3 separate regions of the Mus musculus genome follow, and all the other regions are linked to region 1. Evidence: chromatin contacts called from public HiChIP or PLAC-seq and promoter capture Hi-C data. All regions are on one chromosome and are shown on one strand. The core of a region is the stretch at or near the end of the contact, and the rest is flanking DNA. Distances in the headings are between cores, read along the strand shown.

Region 1 (2,862 bases), core at 119-2,618:
TCACCCAAGGGGCCAAGGCTACGCCGGGGTGTCCCGGAGGCTCCCTCCCCACTTTTCCCGGGGCCGCTGGCTGAGCAACGGCTGCAGCAGTTGCAGCAACAGGCCCGGTATCGGCGGGAGGACGAAGGAGCGCCCCGAGCCCAGGCTCCACAGAGCCCGCGCCCGCCCCGTCCTGGAGTCCGCGGCGCGCGGGGCCCGGCTCCCTAACGCCCCCTTACCCGAGGCGGGAGCGAGGCGGTCGGCGCCGTCCCCCGTCGCCGCCGCCGCTGCCTCCAGCTGCAGCTGGCCGCGGCGGGAGAGTGGGAGGGGTGCTGGGGTGGAGGATGCTACTCCCGACTGAAGGGAGAGGAAGAAACGGAAACAGGAACCGCGGCCGCCGCTTAACGGAGCCTTCGGCGCCACTGACTGAGGGAAAGCGCAAGGCGGCGCGAGCCAGGCAGCGGCTGACAGCGCGAGACCGAGCGCGAGCCGGGTCCAGGACGCGCGACCCCGAGCAGCGCCGGCCCCATTCCGTGAGGAAAGGGAGGGACGGGTTGGCTGGGAGCCGGGGAGGGGGCGGCGGGGGCCTGGAGCCCAGAGAACCCGGCCACTCGGGTCGGCCCGAGACCACGCGCGCACGCGCCGGAGTGGCTCCGACCGGGAGCGCAGGCGGGGAAGCCGCCGGCCGGCGCGAGCGAGGGAGCGAGCGAGCGAGCGTGCGCGCGCGGAGAGGGGCGCGCGCCCCTCGGCGTCCCAGCCTGCTGGGGGAGGGCGCGCATGCGCCGGCCGCGGCCTCCTCCAGCGACCCTGGCATGTGCACAGGCTCCGCCCCGTCCCCTTCCTCTCTGTGCGGGTGGACAGCGGAGCTGCAGCATCCACCGGGCCACGGCGGGACCCGAGTTCCAGCCGGACAGCGGCCGCGCGCGGGCTCCGGCTTTGGTCTCTACAGGCGAAGGCCGCCTGAGGGTCGGAGGCTGAGGGGAGCAGCGCTCCCCACGCCCTGGCCGGCCTGGCCCACCACCCAGAGGCGCACCCCGCTGGGGCTCAATAGGGCTCTGTACTAGTTTCGGGGTACTCTCTGCTGCTCATCCGCTGAGGCACCAGCACACAGTGCCACCTCGGCTCCGGGCGGTCCGGCTACCCTGCGGGCTCTGTCTTCATCTGAAGAGAAAGAACCCCGCAGAGCCCGAGTTCGAAGCCCGGCCGTTCGCAGCCGCTGCTGCCTCAGCCCTTCGGAGGCGGAAGTTTATTGAGTACAGGAGAGGAGAGGCTTTTCCCTAGGATGCTTCCTACCCGCTCGCACTCGGGGATCCTGACGCCCGCGATGCTGAGCCGAGTGCCGAAGGGCTACCTCCGACAGACCGTCCGGGAGGGCGAGCTGGGCGGGAGGACCCAGCCGCGCAGCCAGGGCACACAAAGTAGTCGCGGGCCGAAGGGGTGCTGCCGGGGCCAATCAGAGCGGGAAAACCAGTGAGTGGAGTGCGAACTGGCCAATCAGAGGGCCGGAAGATGAGCTTCCCGTGCCGAACTCTTCCCTGTAGCCTGGGGACCAGATCCCAAGCCTGAGGACTCAGCCGGGTGACTGAGTAGAAAAGCTGCCCTCAAGACAATTATTCCTCCCAGCACAGATAAATACTAGTAAATACTTTGGAAACGTATCTCTGAGTAAACAGGGCCACCCTTTTATATGCTAGTAATCAAAAAAACACAGAAAAGACATTAAAGAGGTCGTAGCCTGCCAAGAATGCAACCTACCTAATAACTCTCATAAATTCCCAATGTTTATTCTATATCAGGAACTGTGTTTCTAAAATGCAAAGGACAGTGCTTTTTAAAAAGGAAAAAAAAAAAAATGCCTGTGCCTTCAGGAGCTCCGCACCCTGAGAAGCTTTTCCGGACCTGTGACTGGGTTAATGTCTCTTCGAAATAAAGCTCTCTGAGAAAACACCGTGGCTTATTGAAGGTCACACAAAACTCTGGTGAAGTCAGAATTATGATCTAGCCAAAAAGCTTGGGTGTCATCATTCAACAAATCTGTAGTCATTTATTAAATGCGTAGATAACTTCCGTGAGACTCTCAGTTCTCTGTTGCAAATAAGCAAAATTTAGGCTTATACTGTACTTAGATGGATTAAGGGCTAAAATTTCAACAGTCAAAACCCTGAATTATTTTTCCTTTTGTGTGAGTATGTGCATGCTAAGGGTGTGTTTTCTCCTGGGCTACACCCACAGCCTGGAACATTTTTAGGAGTCAGAGGTAAAATGTTTACTTTGAGGCTTCAGCACAGCATTTAAAAAGCACTTTAACAAGGATGTATGGCTTGAATGTATTCAAGGGAAAAAGAGGAACCATTTCTAGTTAATTAACACACGCTACCATTTGCAGTACTTGAAGATCTCTACATTCAAAGTTTTATGTGTGCCTCGAACTCTCTGCTCCTTTAATCTGGCTTTAATTATCTCCTAGGAAATATTAAAACTATAGGAATCAAAGCATCCCACCTACTTTCTATTTAAGAAAAAGCCACTAGAAATATTTGTGAAGAACTTAGTACATCTTTATAGAACAGCATAGTATATAAGAAAGCGCCAAACTGATGACTCTGAAATACAGTGAGAAAGTAGTTCTTCAGCAGTTCAGGTCTCTGCTCAGTGTCACAGTACGCTGCTCTCAAAGATCCTTCAGGCCATGCTCAGGATATAGTTACCATCCCAGAATTAGAAGTATCAGCTAAGCAACTGATATGTGGGAACAAATCTTTTCACATTCAGTTCTAGACCAGTAATGAATTTCTGGAAAATTCAAACAAGAAGTAATACTAACTGAGCTCTTTGAAAACTACAGTCTTAAATCGATCGATTGCTGCGACGCATACCTGATTC
Region 2 (2,862 bases), core at 165-2,664, 500 kb before region 1:
CAGAAAGACCCAACCTAGACTATGAACCCACTATATGCATGCACTGGGGATCAAGGAAACATTATTTGCCACTGAAAATATTTGCCTATATTTTAGAACCTCCCAGGCCCTTGTTTAGAGAGGAGGGGGGAAAGAGGAAAGGAGAGGTGACAGGCATGGAGGAGATAAGAAAGGACAAAAGAAAATACAAAAGAGATTAAGGGCAACAGCTCCGTTAGATGTATGATCTGGGACAAGAAACTATCTCTGTCAAAGTGCTAGTTTCCAATCTGTAGAATGAGAATAAGATGATACCCATTCGCTAGGGCTTCTGTGAGGGTTGGCTATGCAAACAAGTGGGAACCCCTTGAGTACCATCCCCTGGCTCACAAGGAGAGTTTAGCAGGTCTGAACCAATGTTATCCTACATTTTCCTGGGTTGCCTCTCAGGTTGTCTTTGAATGAAAAAAGGACTAGAAACCTGAGCTTTGGGGTCATGGGACTCCTGTTGCTTGATTGTTCCCCTCCATGTCTCCATCTGTAGAACAGGGATGCTGACAGTGTCTACTTTATCAAGTATATTCTATGTAACAAATGAGTCTGGCTCCATGTATGAACTTTCATTCTCTGTGATGGACAGTGGAAGGGTTGTATCGTTTAAAAATTATAAATTATACAGCTTAGGGTTGCCTGTATGCTTGTTCATATTTGAACCTCTGTCAATACTCGTCCTCCATCCTGAGATAAAAGTTTACCATCATAGATGGTGTCGTAGTCAGGGTTTCTGTTCCTACGCAAACATCATGACCTAGAAGCAAGTTGTAGAGGAAAGGATTTATTCAGCTTACACTTCCACACTACTGTTCATCACCACAGGAAGTCAGGACTGGAACTCAAGCAGGTCAGGAAAGAGGAGCTGATGCAGAGGCCATGGTGGGATGTTCTTTACTGGCTTGCTTCCCCTGGCTTGCTCAGCTTGCTTTCTTGTAGAACTCAGGACCACCAACCCAGAGATGACACCACCCACAATGGGCCCTCGCACCTTGATCACTAATTGAGAAAATGCCTTACAGCTGGATCTCATGGAAACATTTCCTCAAGGGAGGCTCCTTTCTCTGTGATAACTCCAGCTTGTGCCAAGTTGACACACAAAATCAGCCAGGACAGATGGTCAAGACCCTGAAGAAAAGTCAATCCAACCTCCATAGTCCACATGATGCTACAAAGATTTCCTTCTGGAACATTCACTGCAGGGTTGGCACTCCTATGTGGGAAGGGGGTGCTGAGGACTCCCCGGAACTCTTGGCTTCACTGAGACACTTGACAAACTGGTCCCCCAGGGCCACCAGGAAGGGAAGAAAGAATGACTGTGTTCCAGGCCTGGAGGACAGGCCCACTCTGGCATACACTCTGCCTGCTCCTTTCCAGCTGGCGGGTCTGCTTAATGAACTGTGCTGCAGCCACATTGAAAGGGGCTTTTTGATGGGCAGAGTTATTAGCACTTCATTTTAATTATGCCTCCTGGTGTTTTCCCCATTGCTTTTCTTTCACTTTACCTGACAGTGCTATTAGTGGCTTCCAAATACCAAATGGTAACAAGTAAATTGAACTACTGTAAATGGGGATGAATTATTAGGCCGGTTGGAAAACAAAGGACATTAATCTCGTTCCTGTGTCAAGTGAACAGGCCCTGCCTCCTTGAGAGCCCAGGAAGAGAGAGCCATCCTATCTGGGAGTCACTTGTGTAGGAATAGAGTCTAATTCTTCACATCGGGTGAGGACAGCCTACTCTAAAAGTACAGAGAACGCCTCCATAGCTTCTCAATGCAGCTTCTACATGAGGTAGAAGAGAGGGGGCAGCACACTGGTCCAGGGAACCCTGAGAACACAGAACTAACAAATACAGAAGAGCTGGGAGTGTTGGAGAGAGAAGGCTGTTTATTTATGGAGAAATTCCATTTGGTGCACCTGATGGCCAGTGTCCTGCCTGAGATCTATTCTCTGGGGAGAAGGAGGGTTCACAGGAGAGATTATTTAGGAAGTTCTACTGGCAGCAAACTCTCCTGACATTTCTTTGAAAGATACTTTTCCCTTTTCTGTTTCCCAAAAACATGGTTTCACAGATAGACTACGCTTCAGGGCCCTTAGTTTCTCCCAGCCCTTTAGAGACAGGGTCTCTTGCTGCTGGCTTCCCCTGTGGCTGCAGAGGAGGTGATCTCAGTCCATTACTGTGGCTAAGATCTGAATCTCTCCTCCAGCTACTTTTGAGATCTTCTCTTTGCTTTTGGTGTTCCAATGTTAAAGACGGTTCACCACAATGTGGCAAAGTGTGGATTTCTTTTTATTATCCTGCTTGGAATTTGTTACAGTTGCAAATCCAGAAACTTCTCAGTATATATTCTTCTCATGGGATCTCTCTCCTATCTGTTTGTTTTCTCTGTTGTCTCTCTCTGGAACTGTATTTAGACTCTTATCTGGTTTCTCTGTATCTGTCTCAGTACTTTACCTGTGGGAATCCCTGGAGGGAGAGAGAGAGGGAGGGAGGGAGAGAGAGAGAGAGAGAGAGAGAGAGAGAGAGAGAGAGAGAGAGAGAAACCTATTTCTTCAGAGATGGTTCTCATTGGCCTCTGCTTTCCATGCTGGGCTGTTTAACTGACTGCTCACTAATTAGTCCTTTTGTTTTGGGCGTACATACAAGTGTGTAAAATCAAATCCCAAATTTCCCTGGGACTCAGACCTTAGCCACAAACCTTCATCCACCTTGTTTGTGCAGTTTCCCCTGGTTCACCCCTTCGTTGAGGGTAGTGCATGTAGAGACGCATGTCATTCCATCTCCTTACTCTGTGGGGACCTAGTGCCTGTACACACCTGCCCCAACATGGC
Region 3 (2,862 bases), core at 228-2,727, 390 kb before region 1:
ACACACAACTGTGTGCTCTTTGAACCTGATGCTGAAAAAAAAAGTGAATATAATGGAGCCAACATTCATGGGAATATGTACAGAGATAAATTTTATGTTCTTGGTGGACCTTAATTATAATTTTATCATTACTGTTAAATAAAGGGTCATTTTAGATCATATATATTTGATAAGAGACACATTACACTGGCACATTTCTTGTATTCTCTCAAATACAATCTTAGTTGGACTAACAAGAACAAATCGTTTTGGAATTAACATACTTTTTATTTAACACTTTTCATACAATATATTTTTGTTATAGTCTTCCCCCTCCTCCAAACTCCTACCAGATTCTCCCTACCTTCCTGCTTCCCTCTCCCTCTCAAAAACTATAAGACAACAAACAACAAAACAAAAATTAAAAATAAATAGATTTTTAAAACAAAACAAAAATACCAAAACAAAAAGCATCCATGCATGTACATACACACACAAACACAAAGAAACAAAAAAGCATGAAGTCCATTTTGTGTTTGGTGTGTTGGCTGACTAGTTTTATGTCAACTGGACACAATCTAGAGTCATTTGAGAGATGAGAATCTCAGAATCTCAACTGAGAAAATACCTTTATAAGACTGGGCTGTAGGCAAGCCTGTAGAGTATTTTCTTTTTTGGTTTTACGAGACAGGGTTTCTCTGTGTAGCCCTGGCTGTCCTGGAATCACTCTGTAGACCAGGCTGGCCTTGAACTCAGAGATCCACCTGCCTCTGCCTCCTGGAGTGCTGGGATTAAAGGCATGTGCTACCATGCCCGGCTTAATAGTATTTTCTTAATCAGTGATTGATGGGGAAGTTCCCAGCCCATTGTGGGTGGTGCATCCCTGGACTAGTGGCCCTGAGTTCTTTATGAAAGCAGGCTGGGCAAACCATACTAACAAAGCTAGTAAGTAGAGACTGACAGGAGGGCCGGGCAGCGAGCAAGATGGTGCAGACTCAGGGTACCAAGAGGAAAGTCTGTTACTACTACGACCGGGACGTTGGAAACTACTATTATGGACAAGGGCACCCCATGAAGCCTCACTGAATCCTCATGACTCACAATTTGCTGCTCAACTATGATCTCTACCGAAAAATGGAAATCTACCGTCCTCACAAAGCCAATGCTGAGGAGATGACCAAGTACCACAGTGATGACTACATTAAATTCCTGCGTTCTATTCGCCCAGATAACATGTCTGAATACAGCAAGCAGATGCAGAGATTCAACGTTGGTGAGGACTGTCCGGTATTTGATGGCTTGTTTGAGTTCTGTCAGTTGTCCACGGGAGGCTCTGTCGCAAGTGCTGTGAAGCTTAATAAGCAGCAGACGGACATCGCTGTGAACTGGGCTGGGGGCCTGCACCATGCAAAGAAGTCTGAAGCATCTGGCTTCTGTTACGTCGATGACATCATCTTGGCCATCCTGGAACTGCTAAAGTACCACCAGAGGGTGCTCTATATTGACATTGATATTCACCATGGCGATGAAGTGGAAGAGGCCTTCTATACTACAGACCGGGTCATGACTGTGTCCTTTCATAAATATGGAGAGTACCTCCCAGGAACTACGGGACATCGGGGCTGGCAAAGGCAAGTACTACGCTGTGAACTACCCACTGCGAGACGGCATTGACGACGAGTCCTATGAAGCCATCTTCAAGCCAGTCATGTCCAAAGTAATGGAGATGTTCCAGCCTAGTGCAGTGATCCTACAGTGTGGCTCAGATTCCCTGTCTGGGGTTCGGTTAGGTTGCTTCAATCTGACCATCAAAGGACACGACAAGTGTGTGGAGTTCGTGAAGAGTTTCAACTTGCCCATGCTGATGCTGGGAGGAGGTGGCTACACCATCCGGAAATGTCGCTCGGTGCTGGACTTACGAACAGCAGTGGCCCTGGTGGCCCTGGAGGCCCTGGATACAGAGATCCCTAATGAGCTGCCGTACAATGACTACTTTGAATACTATGGACCAGATTTCAAGCTTCACATCAGCCCTTCCAATATGACTAACCAGAACACTAATGAGTACCTGGAGAAGATCAAGCAGCGTCTCTTTGAGAACTTGAGGATGCTTCCCCATGCCCCTGGGGTCCAGATGCAGGCCATACCAGAGGATTCCATCCCAGAAGAGAGTGGGGATGAGGATGAGGAAGACCCTGACAAACGCATCTCCATCTGCTCCTCTGACAAACGCATTACCTCTGAGGAAGAGTTCTCAGACTCAGATGAGGAGGGAGAAGGTGGTCGCAAGAACTCTTCTAACTTCAAAAATGCCAAAAGAGTTAAAACAGAGCATGAGAAAGAGAAAGTTCCTGAAGAGAAAAAAGAAGTCACAGAAGAGGAGAAAACCAAGGAGGAGAAGCCAGAAGCCAAAGGGGTTAAAGAAGAGATCAAGTTGGCCTGAGCAAGGTCTGCAGCCCCATCTTCTCCCCAAGTTCCTCACTTTCCCTCAACTTCTCAGATTTTATATTTTCTATTCTTCTGTGTATTTATATAAAATATATTAATTATAACATCCCCAGGGACCAGAGCACAGGGCAGTGATGCTAGGAGGGTTCTTCCCAGAGCAACCTTGTCCATCCTGCCCCCGTTTGCATGGAAAGAAAACCACCACAAGAGAAAATCCTGGACTGCCAAGTGCCTGCTTGGGAGCTCTGCTAAGATGCCCCAGTTAAACTTTTTAGAAGGGGTCTGGGTCTCCTAGGACCCCTTTTCAGGCTTGGGTAATAGCAGCCATTTTTAGATTGGTTCTGTTTATACCTTTCCACCCATCTTGGGCAAACAAAAAAACTTACATTGCCCTGTCTTCCCCCAATTCTGTAGGTGGAGGTTGATAGCCTAGCT

The links. Promoter capture Hi-C pulls out the DNA fragments that hold promoters and counts their contacts. HiChIP or PLAC-seq counts read pairs in DNA pulled down with a chosen protein or histone mark.
Region 2: a contact with region 1 is called in an H3K4me3 HiChIP or PLAC-seq map of neural progenitor cells, with 11 times the contacts expected there. The contact joins the enhancer-like site here to the promoter of Fut8 in region 1. A contact is called at or near these places in 7 of 39 promoter capture datasets (3T3-L1-derived adipocytes, the C10 cell line, HPC-7-derived erythroid cells and 4 more), 9 of 115 datasets of contacts at active chromatin or transcription factors (astrocytes, bone marrow-derived macrophages, embryonic forebrain and 6 more) and 1 of 9 other capture datasets (pancreatic islet).
Region 3: a contact with region 1 is called in a promoter capture Hi-C map of hippocampal neurons, with 8 times the contacts expected there. The contact joins the enhancer-like site here to the promoter of Fut8 in region 1. A contact is called at or near these places in 8 of 39 promoter capture datasets (the 3T3-L1 cell line, the HPC-7 cell line, cranial neural crest and 5 more), 2 of 15 datasets of contacts at CTCF or cohesin (large pre-B cells and pro-B cells), 3 of 484 Hi-C or Micro-C datasets (LSK cells, large pre-B cells and pre-B cells), 10 of 115 datasets of contacts at active chromatin or transcription factors (the 230-238 cell line, SST interneurons, embryonic basal ganglia and 7 more) and 1 of 9 other capture datasets (liver).

What each region holds. Positions count from the first base shown.
Region 1 is chr12:77,236,610-77,239,471 of GRCm38.p6, reverse strand. Fut8 (fucosyltransferase 8) reads right to left here and starts at 1,368. Exons shown (of 12, transcript NM_016893.5): 1 at 1,273-1,368. It overlaps 9530018F02Rik (a long non-coding RNA gene), which reads left to right and starts at 246. Exons shown (of 1, transcript XR_003950200.1): 1 at 246-2,862.
Region 2 is chr12:77,738,118-77,740,979 of GRCm38.p6, reverse strand. No RefSeq gene overlaps it. Among named protein-coding and RNA genes, the nearest start is that of Gm35440, 10 kb to the left of the region's middle. Within about 2 kb of position 1,414, at least 32 of the 459 cell types and tissues checked have an H3K27ac peak or open chromatin away from gene starts, as enhancers often do. A contact at or near this core is called in neural progenitor cells, pancreatic islet and stem cell-derived neural progenitor cells, where this site is marked.
Region 3 is chr12:77,623,111-77,625,972 of GRCm38.p6, reverse strand. All of the region lies in intron 2 of Gm35240 (a long non-coding RNA gene), which reads right to left. It also overlaps the pseudogene Gm4864. Among named protein-coding and RNA genes, the nearest start is that of Gm35240, 71 kb to the right of the region's middle. Within about 2 kb of position 1,477, at least 1 of the 459 cell types and tissues checked has an H3K27ac peak or open chromatin away from gene starts, as enhancers often do.